2 separate regions of the Sus scrofa genome follow, and region 2 is linked to region 1. The links are chromatin contacts, called in public Hi-C maps. All regions are on one chromosome and are shown on one strand. The core of a region is the stretch at or near the end of the contact, and the rest is flanking DNA. Distances in the headings are between cores, read along the strand shown.

Region 1 (7,064 bases), core at 3,105-5,604:
TTGTGGTGCATGTACACTGTAGAATACTTCTCAGCCATAAAAAAGAACAAAATAATGCCATTTGTAGTATCACGGATGGAACTAGAGACTCTCATACTAAATTAAGTCAGAAAGAGAAGGACAAATACCATATGATATCACTTATATATAGAATCTAATATAGAGCAGAAAGGAACTTATCTACAGAAAAGAAACAAACTCATGGACCTGGAGAACAGATCTGTGGTTGCCAAGGGGGAGGAGGAGGGAGGGGAATGGACTGGGAGTTTGGGGTTAGTAGATGCAAATTATTGCATTTGGAGTAGATAAGCAATGGGATCCTACTGTGTAGCACAGGGAACTATATCTAATCACCCATCATGGAACATGATAGAGGATAATGTGGGAAAAAGAACATATATAACTGGGTCACTTTGCTGTACAGCAATAATAGACAGAATGTTGTAAATCAACTATAATTTAAAAAAAATTTTTTTTAAAGAATTTCTCTCCTACATCCAGTTTGCTAAGTTATTACAGGATCATAAATAATGAACTTAATAAAATGCTTTTTCTTCAATAGAGATAATTGTCTGATTTTTGTTCTTTATTAATGGAGAGATATCTGATATTGAGCCTACCTGAAATTTCTTGTGATAAATCCTACTTGATCAAAATGTATTTTTTAAAATATATAACTGGGTTATATGATTGGGTTAGTTAGCTGCTATTTTATTTAGGTTTTTTTTTTTGCTATTTCTTTGGGCTGCTTCTGCGGCATATGGAGGTTCCCAGGCTAGGGGTCGAATCAGAGCTGTAGCCACCGGCCTATGCCAGAGCCACAGCAACGTGGGATCCGAGCCGCTCTGCAACCTACACCACAGCTCACGGCAATGCCAGATCGTTAACCCACTGAGCAAGGGCAGGGACCGAACCCGCAACCTCATGGTTCCTAGTAGGATTCGTTAACCACTGCACCACAACGGGAACTCCTATTTAGGATTTTTTTATCTACAGTATAGCTGAAACAAGTCTATTCATTTCAATTATTGCTTTGTTTTCACTGATTTTGGAACCAAGATTATACTGGCCTCATAAAATGACCTAGGCAGCTTTTGCTCATGTCTAATTTTTTTTGGAAAATAGGAATTAACTGTTCCTTGAAATTTTGGTACAACACCAGAAGTTTGTAAACCTTTTACTACTATGACTCCTCCAGCCTCATTGTTTTTTTCTGTTTACTACCTGATTTGAAAGACTTGGTTTAAATTAATAAGTGTACAACTTTTTCTGTCCCCAGGTGCCTGCACACTGTAAAGCACACACAGCCCTCAAGAACGGTACCATCAGGGAGTTCCCTGGTGGCCTAGTGGTTAGAATTTGGTGCTTTCCCTGCTGTGGTCCAGGGTTCAATCACTGGTCTGGGAACGGGGATCCTACATCAAGCCTCTGCATGTCTCCTTGGCCAAAAAAGAAAAAAAAAGAATGGCACCATCACACACTCAAACTTGTCTGCTTCAATCAGACTGTCAACTTTTTACTCTCTGGGAGTAAAAAGGTAGAATCCCTTAGCCCTTCCTCGAGGCTCCTCCTTAGCCCTCACCTTTTACTGTTGTTTCTTTTTATTTTGTCTTGTTTGGGGGTTTTTTGTTTGTTTTCTTTTTAGGGTCACACCCATAGCACAGGGAAGTTCCCAGGCTAGGAGCTGAATCAGAGCTGCAGCTGTCAGCCTACGCCACAGCCACAGCAATGCAGGGTCCAAGCTGCAGCTTGCCCCAATGCCAGATCCTTAACCCAATAAGCGAGACCAGGGATGGAACCTGCATCCTCACAGACAAATGTGGGGCTCTTAACACATTGAGCCACAATGGGAACTCCTCACCTTTTACCTTTGAATAGATGACTCGGTCTCTATTTCATTTTGCTTTTTAGGGCCATGCCCACAGCATATAGAAGTTCCCAGGCTAGGGGTTGAATCAGAGCTGCAGCTGCAGCCTACAGCCTAGGCCACAGCCACAGCAACATGGGATCCGAGCCGCCTCTGCGACCTACACCACAGTTCACGGCAACACCGGATCCTCAACCCCCAGGGATAGAACCCGCAACCCCATGGTTCCTAGTCGGACTCGTTAACCACCGCGCCACAACGGGAACTCCGGGATTTGTTTCTGCTACACCACAACGGGAACTCCTCAGCCTCTACTTTATTGAGCAATCTTGACTCTCACCTACCCACTTACAGGCAGTTTATCCACACCCAATCACAGCTCTTTCTGACAATGAGGTGGCCCTTCTTAAATCTAAGACAATTCCTATAAATGTGCTTCAAAACACCATCCTTTTCTCCCAGGGACCTTGGTCCTTTAGACGTCCTCTCTCTCTCCTGAAATTTTCTTTTCTTTTCTTTATTAATCTTTTTAGGGCTGCACCTGTGGCATATGGAGGTTCCCAGGCTAGGGGTCTAATCAGAGCTGTAGCTGCCAGCCTACGCCAGAGCCACAGCAACGTCAGATCTGATCCGCATCTGCGACCTACACCACAGCTCATGGCAACACTGGATCCTTAACTCACTGAGCGAGGCCAGGGATCGAACCTGCATCCTCATGGATGCTAGTCAGATTCATTTCCACTGAGCCATGACAGGAACTCCTCTCTTGAAATTTAAACCCTCCCTCCCCACAGGGATCCTTCTCCTCATTCCAGCAACATAATTGAATCTCACCCATCCCCAAAAAATCCCTCCTTTGTGTGCTTTGGGACAGGCATTCTCACGCACTGCAGGTGGGAGTGTAAACTGGCAAGATTTTTCTGGGAAGGACTTTGGTAAACTGAATCAAAAGCCTGAAAAATATTTGCACCCTTTGTCCCAGTAATCCTACCTCCAGAAATCCATCTAAGGAAGTAATCAGAAATGCTGACAAGGAGAGATGTTTAAAGATGTTAATCTCACTGTTATTTTAACAGCAAAAATTGGAAACAATCTAAAGTTTCAACATTCAGGGATAGGTTCAATAAAGTTTACTTAAATATAATGAAATTTTGTGCAGTCACTAAAAATATTCTTAAAGAAGAGCCAACATGGGAAACAACGTTATAAGTGAAAACAGCAGCGTATAAAAAATACATACAGTACGGGGCAGATTTTGTTATATATAAAAATGGCTAACGCTTCTGGAATGTTAGCTATTATATACAGCCTCTCACTCAATCTTCACAACATTCTTCTGCAATTAACACTGTTATTCATGTTAGGTAAAGAAAGAAACCAGTTAGAAAGAAAAACATCAATGTCTACAGGGAAGAAGAACAAGGGTAACTGATGAATTTTATTTTCTTCATGCTCTTTTTTATTTTCCAACTCTTTAACAAGGAGGTATTATTTTTTTTTGTCCAACAGAAATATCGAATTTTTCTTCTCCTTTCTAGTTTATATATGTGAGGACTGAAGAATCGGAACAATACAGAGAAAATGAAAACTCTCCACCCACTACTGCTATTCCAACCACAGAGAGAGTCCACTGTGGACAGTCTGGCTGTTTAATATTTGCCTTTAATTCGTATTTGGCTTTGGTATTTATATTTGCTTTTCCATTGCGAATGTAGACATATACACTTGAAAAAGCAAACGTGATCATCTTACCATGTCAATACTTAAAACTCGCTAATCTGGGTCCTTTTGGGAGGCTGCACTTTGGTTTCTGTCCTGAGGGATGTCCAGGGCCCCTTTCCAAGTGGTGAACCATCTCTGGTCCTGGCCACCCACCCCAAGGGCTCCGGGTTTAGGACCTGGAGAACTGCGTTCTGGCAGAAGCCATTTACTAGCTGTGTGACCAGAGGCTAACCACTTTTGCTCTCTGAGAGTCTGTTTCCCCATCCTTCAGATGGCCGTTACAGCTCTTGCCTTGCCCAGTTTACGGGGACACCGCGATGCTACAAATGCTGACGGCTGTGACCGGTTGGTTAAGTGCTGCCCCTAAATCAGTCCTCTTCAGGCTCCTCCCTTCTGCCTCTCCATTTCCCTGCAGCCGGAGAGATTCTTCAACTTAAGTAGAAAAGGAGGCTGGAGGGCCGCGCGAAGGGAAGGGACGTGGTCTCCAGGCAAGCTCTAGAAACCTAGAAGCTCGAAACTGACTTGTGAACCCCGCTTGGGCTGACTCGAGAGTCTTCTGACTGGCATCTGCGGAGGAGGAATCTCTGGAGGTGGAAGCAAAAAAACAAATGCCTAGAGTGCAGCGGCGTGTAGCAGAGGAAAGCACTAGAGGGCTCAAAACGCTGCCTTGCGTCCACCTCCAAAGTGGATTTTAAAGGCTCTGCAAGAGCGAGCCAGAGCAGAGGCGAGGGCCTTCTCCTGCGGAGCCGCCGCCCCCTGGTGGCGGCGTGCACATGTTACAGCTGCTTGATAGGCCCCGCCTCCTCGCGCAGGGGCTGTGGGCTGTAGGGATTGAGTTGCCATTCACACGTCCTGAAACTAAAGAGCCCTTAGCCAGTTCCAACCAAAACTGAAACGTGCCGGAAAGGGGAGGTCAGGCCTAGGTGAACCAGGACTGGAACCTGGGACTCCAGATGTCTCACCCAGTGGATGATTACAATTTATGGTAATCGTTAAAGCAAAAAGCCCTAGGCAATGAAGAGTTTATTCCAGTTATTGGAATAGGGAGAAGGGGCATGAACACCAAATGTCTGGTGGGTTTTTTTTTTGTTGTTTTTTGGGTTTTTTTTTTTTTTGTCTTTTCTAGGGTCACTCCCGTGGTATATGGAGATTCTCAGGCTAGGGGTCTAATCGGAGCTGTAGCTGCTGGCCCACGCCAGAGCCACAGCAACACCCGATCTGAGCTGCGTCTGCAACCTACACCATGGCTCATGGCAACGCCGGATCCTTACCCCACTAAGCAAGGCCAGGATCGAACCCTCAACCTCATTGTTCCTAGTCGGATTCATTAACCACTGAGCCACGATGGGAACTCCCCAAATGTCTTAAAGAAAAGGAAGTCGCCTAAGGTTTCAGAGAGGCAGGTGACCAGGGAGTCATCAGCCAGTCTCATGGGAATAGCAACAAAGGAGGTACATGGGTTGTTTTCTTGGCATATGCGAGAGCAAGGAGGTCCTGTTTCCCCAGAACTTAAGGAGGTGGGGAGTTTCTTATTCCTCCCTGCCTTTCAAGAGCACAGGACTCAGATAAAACTCAACGCTCTCATAATAAATGGCACAGACTACTTAAGAGGTGAGCATAGCGAGGCCCAGGTCATGCATCTGTGGATTTTAGTAGTGAGACAAGATTCCAACCTGCTGATACGAAACAACAAAGAGTCCCCAACCTGCAGTTTAAAGTTCCCTCTAAGCATAAAATCATAAAGTTACTGTGCAAGAGAGGAACTGAGCCAGCAGCAGAAATGACCTGCTCAGTCATGGCTTTTGGTCTGATGGAGCGTATCAGTGACCTGCTGGACTCACCCAGGAAAAGTGTTGGGATTTACCCCTAGAAAGGCAGGGTGGAGGCTGTGAAAATACAGTGAGGTCCCCTGGTCAAGTCTCGGGAAGGCCCAGGGCAGTTGTGGGATTCGGCTACCATGTCTCTCAGCCAGGCTGTCTATCTGTCTCTCTCTATGGCCCCCACTCTGTTTCTCTTCCTGCCCAGCTCCTCCTTCACCCACAGTCTCTCCTCTCCCATGACTTCAACTGGCACCTGGCCCCTTGTGGCCACCCCAGCCCTTGAATCTACCCAACCTCCAGCTGTAGAGCCCACCACTGACTGCAGCTTCCTCTGGGTCTTTTAAGACACTTCTCCATGGCCAGCCTGTATTTTCAAGCCAGGCCCCAAATCACCGAGTGCTCTGCCTGCGATTGGCCCAGCCTCTGGTACGCAGCCCAGCCAGGCCCTTGATTGTTCAGGGTGGGGTGGGGTGGGTGGGGTTAAATGATTGGCTTCTGGCAGGGGCTGGGACAGGGCAGCTGCCTGTAGAAGTATCAGGAGCAGCTGCATCCAGGTGGTCTGAGGCTACAGTTTGGAAACCCAGGCTAGAAGTGTCATCCCCTCCAAGCACTTGCGCCCTCTTGTGGGTCCTGGGCTTCGTCTGCAGGAGGGTGCTGACTGAAGAGGGCAGTCTAAAGGACTGGAGAGAAGGGGACTCCCCTGTGACAATCTGGACTGTGGTCCCAGCAGTACCCCTGACCCACTGGCCCAGCTGCCCAGCCTCTTTGACAACGACCTTCCTTCCTAGCCTGAGGGTTCACGCCCTACGAGAGTGAGAGCGGTTGGCCAAAACTGGCCCTTTGCAGCCTGTTTCTGCTTGGTCTGCGAGCTCAGAATGGCATTTATGTTCTTATATGAAAAACACCGAAAGGAGAAGAATATAGCAAGACATGGAAATTATATAAAATTCAAATTTCAGTGTCCATAAATAAAGTTTGGGGTGTTTGTTTTGTTTTTTCTTTTTAGGGCTGCACCTGCAGCATAGGAAGTTCCCAGGCTAGGGGCTGAATCATATCTCCAGCTGCCAACCTATGCTACAGCCATAGCAACATCGTATCCGAGCCGCATCTGGGACCTACACCACAGCTCATGGCAATGTTACATCCTTAACCCATTGAGTGAGGCCACAGATTGAACCCACATCCTCATGGATACTCGTCAGATTCTTAACCCACTGAGCCACAACGGGAACGCCCATAAATAAAGTTTGGGTTTGTTTTTTGTTTTTTGGTGGTTTTGTTTGTTTGCTTGCTTGCTTTTTAGGGCTGCACCTGTGGCATATGGAGGTTCCCAGGCTAGGGGTCAAATAAGAGCTGCAGCTGCTGGCCTACGCCACAGCCGCAGCCATGACAGATCTGAGCCATGTCTGCAACCTAGGCCACAGCTTGTGGCAATGCTGGAGCCTTAACCCACTGGGAGAGGCCAGAGATCACATCCTTATGGATACTGGTCAGGTTCTTAACCCACTGAGCCACAACAGGAACTCTCCCAGCTGTATCTTAATCCATTAGCCCTCAGGGAGGGGTGATCTGACTCTAGTCCAAATACCCTGGCAATTCAGGTACCACCCTTGACAATCAACAGTGTCCATCCCACTGTACAAAATGGCTTTCTG
Region 2 (6,523 bases), core at 3,169-5,668, 250 kb before region 1:
ATTAATAGCAATCACATTATTTAATGTTGTGACACTAGTTGTATTCTCATTAACATAAAGAACAAGTCAAGCAGTCCACTAGCACTCACACTATTTAACACTGTTCTGAAGGTTTTAGACAGCAGTAGAGAACAAGAACAATAAATTATGGCATAAGAATTAAGATTATCATTATTTGTATAATGATATATCTCAAATGCAAAACTGCCTTTCTGGAAATACCAAGAAAAAAACTAAAAAGCTATCAGAACCAATACATGAATTTATGTATTAAGTGAATATTCAACAATGACTAGCTTTTAAGTAAACAAACAATAATATATTTTTCATAAAATGTAATAGAAAAAAGATTTATAATAGCAGTAATAAAAATAAACAAGAGGAATCAATAAAAAAGATTTATAAGAAGAAACCTATTAAATTACTAAGGAACATAAAAGAGGATTTTAATAAATGGAGAAACATACAATTCATGGAATAAGAACATTAAATATTGTAAATAAATTAATCCTAGGTTGATATACAAATTTAAAAGCAATCTCATTCACATTCCCAGAAAGATTTGGGGAAATAATGCAGGGGGAACATGTCTTACTCCCAGTAATTACTTTCCCAATATTTCCACTTTCCTCGAGGTCCCATTTCTTCTCTCACTCATAGCAGACTTATCTCACTTCCTATCTCACAGACATAAGAGAAGTCAGCAGATCAAAGTTTACTCATCTCTCCAGTACCAATCATACTCACTCATCCAGTCCTTTTTTTTTTCCATTTAATAAAGAAGTCCTCCTAACTATAGTGAGTTACTATGCAATTAACTATTGATTATCCTTTCTCTCTCTTGTATATATTTTATCTCTTCCTCTGAAGAAGATACCTGCCATCATCTTTTATGATGATGATGACAACACATTTAAGACTCTCCCATGAAAGCAAACAACTTTCATCTCACATTTCCCTCCAGCTCACACTTACCTCTTTGCAAAGCCACACATCTACAACTAACTCTACTGCCTCACCTCCACCTAGTCACAATCTGGCTTCTCCTCCCATCAGACATCAAAACAGCTCATGCTAAAGTCACCTTCAGTTTCTAACTCAAAAAGTATTTTTTTAGGCTTCAACATACTTGACTTTTCAACATCTGTTCAATATTGCTTACCATCTCCTTTTTTGAAACTCTTTCCCTGGATTCTCATAGCCACCCTCCATTCTGCCCCACCTCTCCAGTACTACTTCCCCATGTCCTCTGCAGGTTCATTCCCTTCTATTCAGTATTAAATGTTATAGTTCCTCAAGAATAAGTCTTCAACACTCTTTTTTCCCCTACTCAATATATTTTCTCTATAAACAATGTCAGCCTGCTTTTATGGCTCCAATAACCACCAATATGCAGATGGCTCACATTTTTTTCCTCTAGCCTAAACTTATCCTCTGAACCTGGATAACCTAACTGTCTATTCAGAATGTCTCAAGGCATCTCTAACTCAAAAACTTCAAAACTGAACTCATGATTGTCTTCATGTAGTCCTCTAATATTCCATCCTTCAAAGCAAAGCAAAAACACACCTGATTTCAGTCCTTTTTTAGTGTTTACTCTTTGTTAGCAATATCATCATTTACTTTGTCCCTCAAGCCAGAAACCAAGGAGTCATCCTTGATCTCTCCCTTTCTCTTAGGCCCTGCTTCTGATCTATCACTTAGTCCTACAGATCTACCTACTGACCTCCATCCTCAATGCCACCACTTTAATATACTGTTTCTCTCATTAATACTTCAGCAATTGTAAGAGGTAAATTCTCCGCAGGATTTTGGCCTCCATTCAAGCTGTTCATTACTCTGAAGAGTAGCCTTTGCTAAAGAGAAATATAGCCGTATAAACTTTTTGCTTAAAAAGAGATATATCCTTAACATTATTACCTCAAAGGGCCTGCATGGTTTGGCCCTTTTTTACCCCTCTACTAGCCTCATCTTGTATACTGCTCTTCCCCAATCTATGTGCTGTAGCCCATACTTGTTCCCTTTCATTTTCTTAAAAAGAACTAGGCTCACTCCTGCCAGTGGGTTATTCTGAAGGTTGTTTTCCTCTGAACTTCACCTAACTGATTCCTTCCACCCTTCTCTCAGCTCCTAGCTCAGTCATTACTTCCTCAGGGAAACCCTGCCTGACCTTTCTCTGGTTCAAAGTGCCCTTTAATATGCTTTAAAACCACCATATACCTTTCCTCTATAGTACTTATGAGTTAGTGAACATAACATGAGCTCATATCAAAAACTGTAATAATGAAAACCATTCTGAAACTGTGCCAGCAAAAGAATGCTAGGCTAAGAAACAATATAAAAAAGTTCTGAAACGTACCTAAGATAAATGAAAATCAAATATATATTAATGGTAGCTTCTGAATTGGCATCTATTTAGTTAATGGTGTTAGAACTAGCTATTTGAAATATTAAAATACATTTTTATTTCCTACCACACACAAATTTACAATGGATTAAATATGTAAAGGTAAAATAAGAAAACTGAAAAGTAGAGACAAAAATATAAACAAATATTTATGTAAGACTGAGAAGGGCAGATTGCCTAAGCATGATGGGGGTTGAGAGGAAAGACTACAGAGAAACAAAACTGAGTAAGATTTGGCTCCATAATAATTTAAACCTTCTACACATTAAATAATCATATAAATAAAAATAAGAGGTAACAAATTAGAAACAAGTTTGTAACATGTGAAAGAGGGTTAAACCAATATATAAAGAACTCATAAATCAATAAGAATTAAAAGCAGCACTAGAGAAATAGACATTGATATAATTTAAAAATGTAAATAATCACAAACACAAATATGTTCAATCTCAGTAATAATAAAAGGAGTAATAATTAAAGCAATGTGGTACCATTATTTACCTATTAAAATTAGTAGAGATGTTAAAGAAAATAAAACTCAGTGTTATCAGTCAACAGGCATGTGAATAAACACTGAAAGTCAGAGAATAAATTTGTACAACATTTTCTGGTAAGGCAATCTGCCAATGTACACAAAATTTCTTTAAATTCTGCATACTCTGACGCAGCAATTCAACTTCTGGGTATTCGCTGTAAGGAAATTAACATGTATGTATGCAAAGTTCTAACTACTAGGATAGTCTTCAAAATGTCCTTTGAAATATTAATGAATCAACCAAATAAATGTTAACATTAGGTAATAGGCTAAATTATGGATACTCATATTGTAATATGATGTAGCCATTTAAAAATCATACAGATGAATACAAAATGACATAGGATGGTGTTTATGAAAATGACTGAGTTATCAGGTTATAAAATACTGGATACTGCCAGATACCTTTTTTAGATCCCTTTTGTGTATGTGTGTGTCTTTTCAGGGCAGCAGGTGCGGCACATGGAAGTTCCCAGGCTGGGAGTTGAATTGGAATTGCAGCTGCTGGCCTACACCACAGCCACAGCAATGCCAGATCTGAGCCACGTCTATGACCTACACCAAAGCTCACGGCAATGCCAGATCCTTAACTCACTGAGCAAGGCCAGGGATGGGACCTGCATCCTCATGGATCCTCGTTGGGTTAGTTACCACTGAGCCATGAGGGGAACTCCAAGATCCCATTTTTTTTTAAAGAGAAATTTTGAAAATTCATTATGAGACAAAAATAAATCCTTTTGTAACTCATTTTATAATATCACTTCTTTATAAAGTTCAGGTAGCCCTGGAGATTAACCCTTCCTTATAATACAAAAATCTGATAGAAATAAAAATTTACTTACTCTCCCAATTTCTGCAGTCCATGAAACAACAATGGTGTTTGGTACAGTTGTGGACAATCGGACAAGTGAGGTGATATTAATTGGTCGGCTGGGTCGCTTTGGTTCCACACCATTTTTAGTAGGTGGAAGATAACCCTAAGGATGAGATACAATTTATTTTTACTTAATATTTCCACAGTCATTTCAACTTCCATTCCTTAAAAAAAAAAAATCCTACAAGCTACATATTAGAAAATATGAGTATTTTCATTTAAAAGTAGCTAAGTAAATATTTAGAAGAGTTACCTGTATGTTTCCCTAAACAACTCTATAGCTTCTTTACAGTAAGCCTGAGAAAAATATTGGCAATAGAACTGAAAATTCTCTAAAATTTAAGAATCCAGCTGAATTCATAAAAGAGTTGAGTAAGTATTTAAAAACGATTTTAAAGATGAATAATAGCAACCCCCATTCCTCTGTTAAAGGCACAGCATTCTTCAAATCTCTATTTTACCACAAGCTTCCAGATTCACACAAATATGTCCGAGGTTTTGTTGAAATAATCTCTTCTTCCCAAAATTCAGTACAACACTAAAGCTACCACATCCAACTCCAAGTCCTAGACTTTATCTCTATAGCTAATGTCACAGCTGTTAATTATACAAGTGTTTCACTTAGTCACATGAATATATATCTAAAGAGGTTTTTCTTAATGAAAAACTATGATTAACAACAGCTGTGATGACATTTGCTAGCTATGCTGTCAATGCAGTTAAAAAACAGCTTTTAGGACTTACTGGAAGGCTGCAAGGTTTTGTATTCACTTTCACACAAAGATTGGGTGGGAAGTGATCTTCTTGTGGACAACTGGTTTCTGATAAACAAAACCTAAACAATAAAGGTAAGTTTAATTTTCATTATTAAAAGATGGCCTTATTAATATTTTTGAGCTATCAGTTCCATAGCTAATCTAGAGATGGACAAACTTATTAACAAATAAACAAAAAAAACCTATTAAAACTAGACATTTCGCAAGATGAAAAAACATTTTTGAACAGGTTCAAAATAAATAATTCTGTCACTGTAGAGTTTCAGTAGTCACAACTACCAAGTAGTTTATAATATTTCCAATCATTTATTTAAGCCTGTTTTTTTTTAAGGGAGGAAGGGGAGGCGCTCTATGAATAAATTTAAGAAATTCTGAATCAAAAAATCAAGTTTCCTTAATATAGAACTTCCTAGAGTGGGGCTAATAAGCACTATAACTTTTTAATAGGGAAATATTTGGCGCATCTCAAATTTATTTGTCTATGAAGCATTTTTTTTCTGGTTCTGAGCTGAAAATGCTAAAGACCACCTATAGGATCAAATTCTTTTCACTAAACCCAGATACTCCATTATACCCTGCAAACTGAAGATACTGAACAATAACATTATTTGTATTATATCCACATGTATTTAGAATACTATTTTAGAAACTCCTGAAGGAGTTCCTGTCATGGCTCAGTGGTTAAGGAATCCGACTAGGAACCATGAGGTTGTGGGTTCGATCCCTGGCCTTGATCAGTGGGTTAAGGATCCAGTGTTGCCATGAACCATGGTGTAGGTCGCAGACGTGGCTTGGGTCCGGCATTGCTGTGGCTGTGGGGTAGTCCGGCAGCTACAGCTCTGATTCGACCCCTAGCCTGGGAACCTCCATACGCTGTGGAAGCGGCCCAAGAAATGGCAAAAAGAAAAAAGAAACTTATGAAAACATTTATTTCTAAATTAAATGCTTGAGCTTTTGGGAAAACCAAGGACAGCCAAATAATTTGTAAATTTTCATTCTACTCATAGATCAAGAAATAAATTACTAACTGCTATTTAAAACAAATTTTTTTTTTTTTTTGGTCTTTTTTGCATTTTCTTGAGCTGCTCCCATGGCACATGGAGGTTCCCAGGCCCTACCAATCAGAGCTGTAGCCATTGGCCTACGCCAGAGCCACAGCAACGTGGGATCAGAGCCGTGTCTGCAACCTACACCACAGCTCATAGCAACACCAGATCCTTAACCCACTGAGCAAGGCCAGGGACCAAACCTGCAACTCAATAATTACATCCTTATTACTAACATAAATCTGAGGATTATTCCACCTTTACAGAATGTTCACAGCAGCTTTGAGTTACATGTTAAGAACAATACTATCTCTGAATTCTGTGAAAGTCACCATGTACAAACATCTTCTCTCAACATCTTGATCTGTCAGCCATGGAATCTGTGTGGGAAGGTCCACAAAATGGGACAATTTGCTATGTAAAATTTAATGGGTACCTACGTATATCATCTTTAAGGAGGAACAACCTATACTCCATCAGATTTTCAAAGGGATTAAAGATCCATATAAAGGTTGAGATTTACTAATCTAAAAAGATTTCCTCAAAATGTACTTAGCAAAGAGATGTCAAAGCTCATAGGATCACCTCTAGCCCTAGCAAAACCTTCTATTACAGACCAGTTCTTTACAGTGCAACAGTAAGAGACTGCCATAGTTTTGGGTTTTTGTTGTTGTTGTTGTTTTTAAATGGCCGCACCTACAGCACATGGAAGTCTCAGGCTAGGGGTCAGTGGAGCTGCAGCTGTTGTCCACACCATAGTCATGGCAACAGTGGGTTTGAGCTGCATCTATGAGCTACGCCATAGCTTGCAGCAACATCACATCCTTAACCACACTGAGCGAGGTCTGGGACTGAATCTGCATCCTCACAAAGACAGTGTCGAGT

Evidence for each region. A called contact is a pair of places that touch in the nucleus more often than the background predicts.
Region 2: a contact with region 1 is called in a Hi-C map of embryonic fibroblasts, with 2.6 times the contacts expected there. The contact joins two enhancer-like sites. A contact is called at or near these places in 1 of 5 promoter capture datasets (liver), 9 of 47 Hi-C or Micro-C datasets (alveolar macrophages, embryonic fibroblasts, liver and 4 more) and 2 of 2 datasets of contacts at active chromatin or transcription factors (alveolar macrophages and skeletal muscle).

The regions. Positions count from the first base shown.
Region 1 is chr1:165,779,956-165,787,019 of Sscrofa11.1, reverse strand. No RefSeq gene overlaps it. Among named protein-coding and RNA genes, the nearest start is that of SKOR1, 30 kb to the right of the region's middle. Within about 2 kb of position 4,354, at least 54 of the 83 cell types and tissues checked have an H3K27ac peak or open chromatin away from gene starts, as enhancers often do. A contact at or near this core is called in embryonic fibroblasts, where this site is marked.
Region 2 is chr1:166,035,081-166,041,603 of Sscrofa11.1, reverse strand. It overlaps PIAS1 (E3 SUMO-protein ligase PIAS1), which reads right to left. Exons shown (of 14, transcript XM_003121749.6): 5 at 4,561-4,651; 6 at 3,785-3,919. Among named protein-coding and RNA genes, the nearest start is that of CALML4, 61 kb to the left of the region's middle. Within about 2 kb of position 4,418, at least 1 of the 83 cell types and tissues checked has an H3K27ac peak or open chromatin away from gene starts, as enhancers often do. A contact at or near this core is called in embryonic fibroblasts, where this site is marked.